Linked DNA regions of Macaca mulatta: region 2 is linked to region 1. Evidence: chromatin contacts called from public Hi-C data. All regions are on one chromosome and are shown on one strand. The core of a region is the stretch at or near the end of the contact, and the rest is flanking DNA. Distances in the headings are between cores, read along the strand shown. Region 1 holds the start of ZKSCAN3 (zinc finger with KRAB and SCAN domains 3). Region 2 holds the start of PGBD1 (piggyBac transposable element derived 1).

Evidence for each region. Hi-C and Micro-C count contacts between places; a contact is called where the count stands out from the background.
Region 2: a Hi-C map of fetal cortex germinal zone shows a contact between it and region 1, with 1.9 times the contacts expected there. The contact joins the promoter of PGBD1 here to the promoter of ZKSCAN3 in region 1. A contact is called at or near these places in 2 of 14 Hi-C or Micro-C datasets (fetal cortex germinal zone and fetal cortical plate).

What each region holds. Positions count from the first base shown.
Region 1 is chr4:154,993,787-154,997,333 of T2T-MMU8v2.0, reverse strand. It overlaps ZKSCAN3 (zinc finger with KRAB and SCAN domains 3), which reads left to right and starts at 1,920. Exons shown (of 7, transcript XM_028847752.2): 1 at 1,920-2,007. The region is part of intron 1 of ZSCAN31 (zinc finger and SCAN domain containing 31); the gene reads right to left.
Region 2 is chr4:155,063,521-155,067,067 of T2T-MMU8v2.0, reverse strand. PGBD1 (piggyBac transposable element derived 1) reads left to right here and starts at 1,538. Exons shown (of 7, transcript XM_001099547.5): 1 at 1,538-2,144.

The DNA of each region.
Region 1 (3,547 bases), core at 671-3,170:
GTTTTTGTTTATTTTATTTATTTATTTATTTTTGATTCAGTCTCCCTTGGAACATTAGCTGTATGAGAACAGGGGTCTTTACCTTTTATTGCCCTTGTTATATCCTGAGCATCTGAAACTATGTCTGGCCTAGACTAGTCAATTAACATTTTTGTTTATGTACAAGAGCTCCTACAGGGTAAGTCCTTTGAAGCTGCTGGGCCAATGTGTGTATCATTTTTAGGTTTACCATATATTTCAACTTTACTATATAATTCAAAATTGCTTCTTTAGATGAGTGTACCAATTTATAGTCCCAGCAACTATGTATGAGAGTCTCAAAATTTTCACATTCTTGTCAGTGTTGGTATAAAATGATTTACAATTTGCCTTTATTTAATTGCTAATGATTAACTATATATGCTTATGTTTATTGGTCATTCAAGATTCCTCTCTGGGAATTGCCTGTGCATATTTTTTGCCTTTTTTTTTTTTTCCTACATGATTGTTGACTTTTTCTCTCTCACTCATTTGGAGATGTTAATTATATATTCAGTGGACTGATCCTTTGTCGACTGTATGTGTTGCAAATATCTTCTCCCAACCTTTTAATTTAACTGTCTTTTCCATTAGTTTCTAGTATCTTTTGATATAGTTTTAATTTTTAATGAGGTCAAATTTATTTATTGTTTTCCTTATAGCTTGTATGTTTGTGCAGTTTAAAAGAAATCTTGCTTTACTTGAGCTCATAAAAAAATGATTCTATAGAAGCAAACTTGTGAATAGAAAAAAGAGCAATGATTCTAAATTTTCTTTTAAAAGTCTGAAAGTTTGCTTACTGGAATTGATTTTTTGTGCAACATATAAAGTAGAAACCCAATTTTATTTTTTTTCCATTTAGATATCCAAATATTACAGTACTATTTGTCAAGTAGCTCCTTTCTTCCTCCCCGATTTGTAATGCAATTTCCGTCATATATCAAGCAGCCACACATACATGTTTGTTGCTCAGTCCTCAGTTCTGTTTCACTGGTCTATTTGTCTGTAGTTGTGCAAATACTATATTGTCTTAGCTGCTATAAATTTATAATAAATTATATAGGGCAAGTTTCTGCAGCTCCTTCATTTGTTTTAAAAATGGATTCATCACTCTTTAATTATTCCATATAAATTTAAAATCAACTAGTCAAGTTCCACCGAGCATAATTGGAATCTTGATTTGCTTTGTACTGAATTTGTGTATTATTTTAGGAAGGAATTATATCTTTATGATATTGAGTTCTCATATATATAGACATGGTATATATTTCACATACTTATCCTTAATGAATAAAGTTTCTAATGTATCTTTTGTGTATTCAGGTATCTTTTGTGTTTCTTTGCTTCTGTGATAGCTGTCTTTTAAAAATCACATTTTTATAATTTTGATGAAGAATGTGATTGTGAACATGAATTTTAAAAAGTCCAGCCACCTTGCTAAACTCTCTTATTAATCATCGTAATTTGAGTGTTAGATTATCTTGGATTTTCTATGTAAACCACGCAGCATACTCCTTAAAATTCATGTATTTAGAATTCATAGTTTAATTAGGCAATGCAATCAACTCTAAAAATAAAAGTACATTTAAAACACGTACCCTAACACTTTCCTTCTCACTCTTGTCCCCCTTTTCACTCAGTTTCTGACCGTTCACCTCTCATAGGTAACCACCATTATTAATTTTCCGATTTTTCCAGAGCTTCTTTGTGCCACACAGGCAAGCATAGTTTAGATTCTTTTTACTCTCTTCTATTCACAAATATAGCAAATTATGGAAAGAGTTCTGCACCTTGCCTTTCTCCCTTAGTTATAGCTGGAAAAATAAAAAAAATCAAAAGCCTCTTTAATAGCAAAAGGGGAGGGGAAACGAGGTGTCGAGCTAGCAAACGACAGAGTCTATCAGGGAGGTGGCTAGAGAGGCCCGGAAGTGGCTTCTGTGCCCCGCCTTGCGGGTGGTTTGCTAGTTTCGAGCACTTTGTGAGTATGGGGTGAGTAGCGGACGCCAGTTGGGCGTCCGCCTTCCACTGTGGGGTTAAATCTCATCCCGCGGCTCTCCTCCTGTCGGTCCTGCAGTTCTTTTGTCCCCTGGTAGAGGTGCGTTTGCAGGGGTGTGTGTGTGTGTGTGAATTTGTGGAGAGAGGCCCTTCCCTCCCCAATTCCTGCAGCCTCGGCTCCCAAGGAGGGAGACCCCTGCGAGAAGCCGTGGGGGAGGGAGGGGCGCTCTGCGTCTGAACGAAGTGGTGCTCGGCGTTCTTTCGTAGAGCCCAATATGAGTGTCCCTTGTTTAGCGCCGTTACCGAGTGTCTGGGTCGGTTCTTGAGGGTATCTGGAGACGGGATGCATGGGTCACATAGACAAGCCTCGAAAATGGGAGCCGTTACATTTTTGCACTGCCTGGTAACAAGGTCAGTTTCAAGGTCTTTAAATTATTCTGTGGTACTGGCCAAGAGCCAGAACGTTGGAGTCAGATTACCTGATTCGAATCCTGCCTCTGCCACTTACTGGCTGTGTGACTTTTCACTAGTTCCTAACCTCTCTCTGCCTCATTTTACTATTTTGCAAAATGGGGATAATATTCCTTAACTCACTGGGTTGTGAGGATTGAATGCATTAATATGTGTAAGGTGCAGAGTAAGCATGATTTAAAGATTTGCTTTTATTAGTAGTACCATTATTATTTATAACTATGATGACACATTATCTTTAATTACTGGTTTTTGTACGGTTGCTTTCAATTTTAGTGTCATTCATCAATTCACTTTGTAATGGATTATTTCTATATTTTAGGAGGGAAAAATAAGATACTCTGAAAAAGAGCCTATCCCAAAGCAAAGACCAAAACTGGTTTGTGTTGTACGTTGTGATACTCAAACTCCCAAAGGCTTTAAGATTCGGGGGTACCTTTTCCTTGGCTGGAGAGTAGGAGGAACAATAGAAGTTTTTAATAGTGAAAAAGGACGAGGACCCCTGGTTTTAGCAAAAATCTGATGTCCTGCTTAGTGCTGGAGATGCACCAGTTTTTGAGCTTCCAGGAACGCCCTAGCCTGAAACTGGCTTCCTACTAACACCCTTCATTTCAACCCAACTTCCACAGGGTTAACTCTCTTTTCTAGACTTGTAACTCTTTTCTGTTAATGAGAAACTTTCCTTTCCTTATCGTCAGTATATTTACTGATTTGATAAATAATTTGTGTTTGCAACCAATTTCCCAATCTTGTGCCTTCCCACTGTGATCAATTTGGCTCAGATCCAAGTAGGGTCCAGGTAGTGAAACCTAAATGCAGTTTGTGGAATAAATGATATAAATGTATCAGTGTTGTTTTCCTGCCATAGACTTCCTCCCTTTCCCACCGTGGACACCCTCCTCATTCCACTTGGGCTCCAGATTCACTCTGGGTTGGGCTGTGGCTCTCTCTTGCCTTCTTTGACCCTACCTTAATGCTTTTTGACTGTATTATTCAGGAAGGAAGGAAGTTAGGACTTTGTTCAATTTTCTAAAATTTTGGAGAGAAATTTAAACACATTTAA
Region 2 (3,547 bases), core at 289-2,788, 70 kb before region 1:
ATCTGAAAATCCAAAACACATTACAATGTGAAACTTTTCAGCACCAATATGATGCCACAAGTGCAAAATTTCACACCTGACCTCATGTGACAGGTCATAGACAAAATGCAGTCAAGACTGTTTCGGCCAGGCACAGCGGCTCAAGCCCGTAATTCCAGCACTTTGGGAGGCCAAGGCTCCTCACCTGAGGTCAGGTGTTTGAGACTAGCCTGGCCAACATGGCTAAACCCCATCTTTGCTAAAAATATAAAAATTAGCCGGGTGTGGTGGCACGCACCCGTAGTCCCAGCTGCTCGGGAGGCTGAGGCACGAGAATTGCTTGAACCCCGGAGGCGGAGATTGCGGTGAGTCAAAATTGTGCCTCTGCACTCCAGTCTGGGCAACAGAGCAAGACTCAATCTCAAAAAAAAGACTTTGTTTCATGTACAGAATTATTTAAACTGTATAAAATTAGCTCTATGTGAGTAAGGTATATATGAAACAAATGAATTTCATGTTTAGACTTGGGCCTCATCCCTAAGATATTTCATAATGTATGTATATATTCCAAAATCTGAAATTGGAAACACTTCTGGCCCCAAGCATTTCAGATAAGGGATACTCAACTTGTTGTTGAAATCGTACAATATGTAGCTTTTCAGATTGGATTCTTTCACTTTCTAGTATGCACTAAAATTTTCTCCATGTCTTTTCATGCCTCGATAGCTCATTTTTTTCATTTTTTTCTTGTTTTCTTTTTCTTTTTTCTTGTTTTCTTATAAACAGATGTTTATAGCAGCTTTATTCATAATTGCCAAAACTCAGTGGGTAAATGAATAAATAATGGGTCTGTTTTTAAAAGAGTGTTTTATATTTTTACTATTGAACATCTTTTCACATGTTAATTTGTCACTTACCTTGTTTTGTGTATAGTAACATTCATATCCTTTACTGATTTTTCTACTAAAGTCTCCTTTTACTCTTAAACAGAAGTGCCCTTAAAAATCAAATAGGGAACTTGCATATCAACATTTTAAATGCATATGTCCTTTGGCTGATCAGTTCTAATATGTGGCATTTATCCTAGAAATACATTCTTAAAAGAATGTAAAGGTATTGAATGATGTTCCCTCTAGCATGGCTTTTAAAGAAAAAATATAACCTAAGTATGCATCAATAGGATAGTTAAGTAAATTATGGAACACCCATACAATATTACTTAGCTGTTAAAGAATAAGCTGATCTGTGAAGATCTCCAAGCTGTCTTAACCGAAAAGAGCTAAGGTGCAAAATTACATTATGATACCATAAGTGTTTTTAAATGTATAAATGCTTATTCACTAAACAAAATGTTTATTACATGCTACTGTGTGACAGGTAGTGTCCTAGATAAATATGCACAAAATACAATGGTTAACTCTAAAGAGTGGGACATTTTTCGTTTTATGGTCCTTCTGCAACTTGACTTTTTTATTGTACGTATATTATGTATACTTAAAATAATTTGTACAGCTTACTATAATGGTCTTTTAATTGATCTGTTTCGCCTCCTAACCAGTGATGACCCCGAAGACAGACATTTACCACTCTGTTGGTTTTTTATTGAAATGATGTACATAAATGTGGGGCGTGCTTGCACCGTCCGGATGGGCCTGAGGTCCGGCAGCGGAGAGCGACCTGGGCGGGGCGGGAGGTGGCAGTGGGGGTCCTCCCGGATCACCAGAGAGACGAGCGGCCGTGCTCCTAGAGAGGCAAGGAACCCGCCAGACTCCGCCACTCGGCTGCGGGCGCGGCGAGTGGAGAAGCTTTTGTGCTGGCCCAGCTGCCGGAGGCGCCGGCGACACCCATCAGCCCCGCCAGCCCGCCAGTAGCACGGCTTGGGCTCTGGGGAAACCGGCGCTCTCGACTGGGCAGCCCCGGGCCTCTGCGCTCCCTCGGGAGCCTTTCACGAGGTCGGCTACGTCTTTGTTGTGCGCGTTCCTGAACTTTTGGTCCATTAACCAACAATTAGACACGCAGGTATTCAGTGCCTGGCGCGGTGCTAGATGCTGGGTGTAATCTCAGAAAAATACATTCTGGGGTGCGCCTGAGGGTGCTGGCTGCTGGCATCTCAGGTGCTTTACGTGCATTCGTGAAGAAGTCCATCAGTATTTGTTGAATACCAGGTACGTGCCGGGCTTGTAGAGTCTATGCAGAGATAAACTCCTGTCCTCAAGAACCCGGGTGGGGATGGGCTGGGTGATCTGTAATACGAGATGGAGGAGATGAAGGTTGGGAGCAGTTTTCCATGGGAACACCCATCTCTATCTGTGTGGCTTACTTTTCCTGTCTATATGTTAGGGTTAGGGGTGGCCAGGGAAGGTTTCACATAGAACATTTGCGCTGGCCCTTGGGATTTTACCCTTAGAAGGGGGGTCCTGACTGTATAGAGTGGGTGGAAAAAAAAATTGAGTACTTAGCATGGCAGTGAGATAAGGAATTTGGGAAGACCATGGCTTTCTTGAAAGTAGGAACTAAGTCTTTTATTCCAGAGTTAGCTTTATGCCTGGAAAACAATGAGATGCTCCACAAATGTTTATTGAGTGACAAACAAATCAGCAAAATCCAGTAAAGATTAGATCCTGGAGAGTTTGAGTTTACTTCAACGAGTTTAATGAAAACTTTGTATGTGTTTATGTGTGTGTAAGGTATGTTGAATATGGTCAGAATTGTGCTTTAGGGAATATTAATCCAGTGACCATAGAAGCGGGGAATTGGGCAGGAATACCATAACATTATTGTGACAGTGAATGAAAATGATAGTAAAATAATAAGGAAAGAATGGCTGCAAGAGGCATTTTTAAGAATTGACTTGATTCACTGATTGTATATAGAGGCTGTTTAAAAGACTGAATGCATGGAAGATGATGGTGATGCCAGTAGAAATGGAGAAATACGGAGTGAATGCAGCTTTGAGGAACTCTGATCTTAGTTTGAGATCTGTTGAAATTATAGTGCAGGAGAAGCCCACAGCTGCTGGCATTTCAAGATGTGGGTTTGGAGTGCAAAAAGCAAGCTGGAGCCAAAGATTTGAGTCTTCTTGGGAACAGAGATATATTGAAAGTGTGACTAAGGAGATCACAAAGGAAAAAATGAAGAGAGGGAAGAAAAGAACTTGATGCATTTCTACTGTTTCAGTTATGTGTTGTTGCATCAAAAATCAAACTCTAAACTTAGTGGCTGAAAACAAGCTCAGCTTATTGTTCCTCAGGATTCTGCAGGTTGACTGGGTAGTTCTACTGGTCTCACCTGGAGTTACTAATAGAGCTGCATTCCGCTGGTGAATTATTTGAGCACTAGGCCCGGCTGGGTTTTAGCTTGGTCATTTTGGTTCTCATCCACATGACCTCTGTCTAGCTAGCTTGGGCCTCTCACAGCATGGCAGTCTTATGGCAGTGAACCAAGAGCTACAGCAGCACTCTCTCTCTTACAATGTCATTTCTGCCGTATTCCATTGGTCAAAGCAAGTCATAGGCCAGAACAGATTCAAGGGAAGGAAAAATAGACTCCACCCCTTGATGAGAACAGT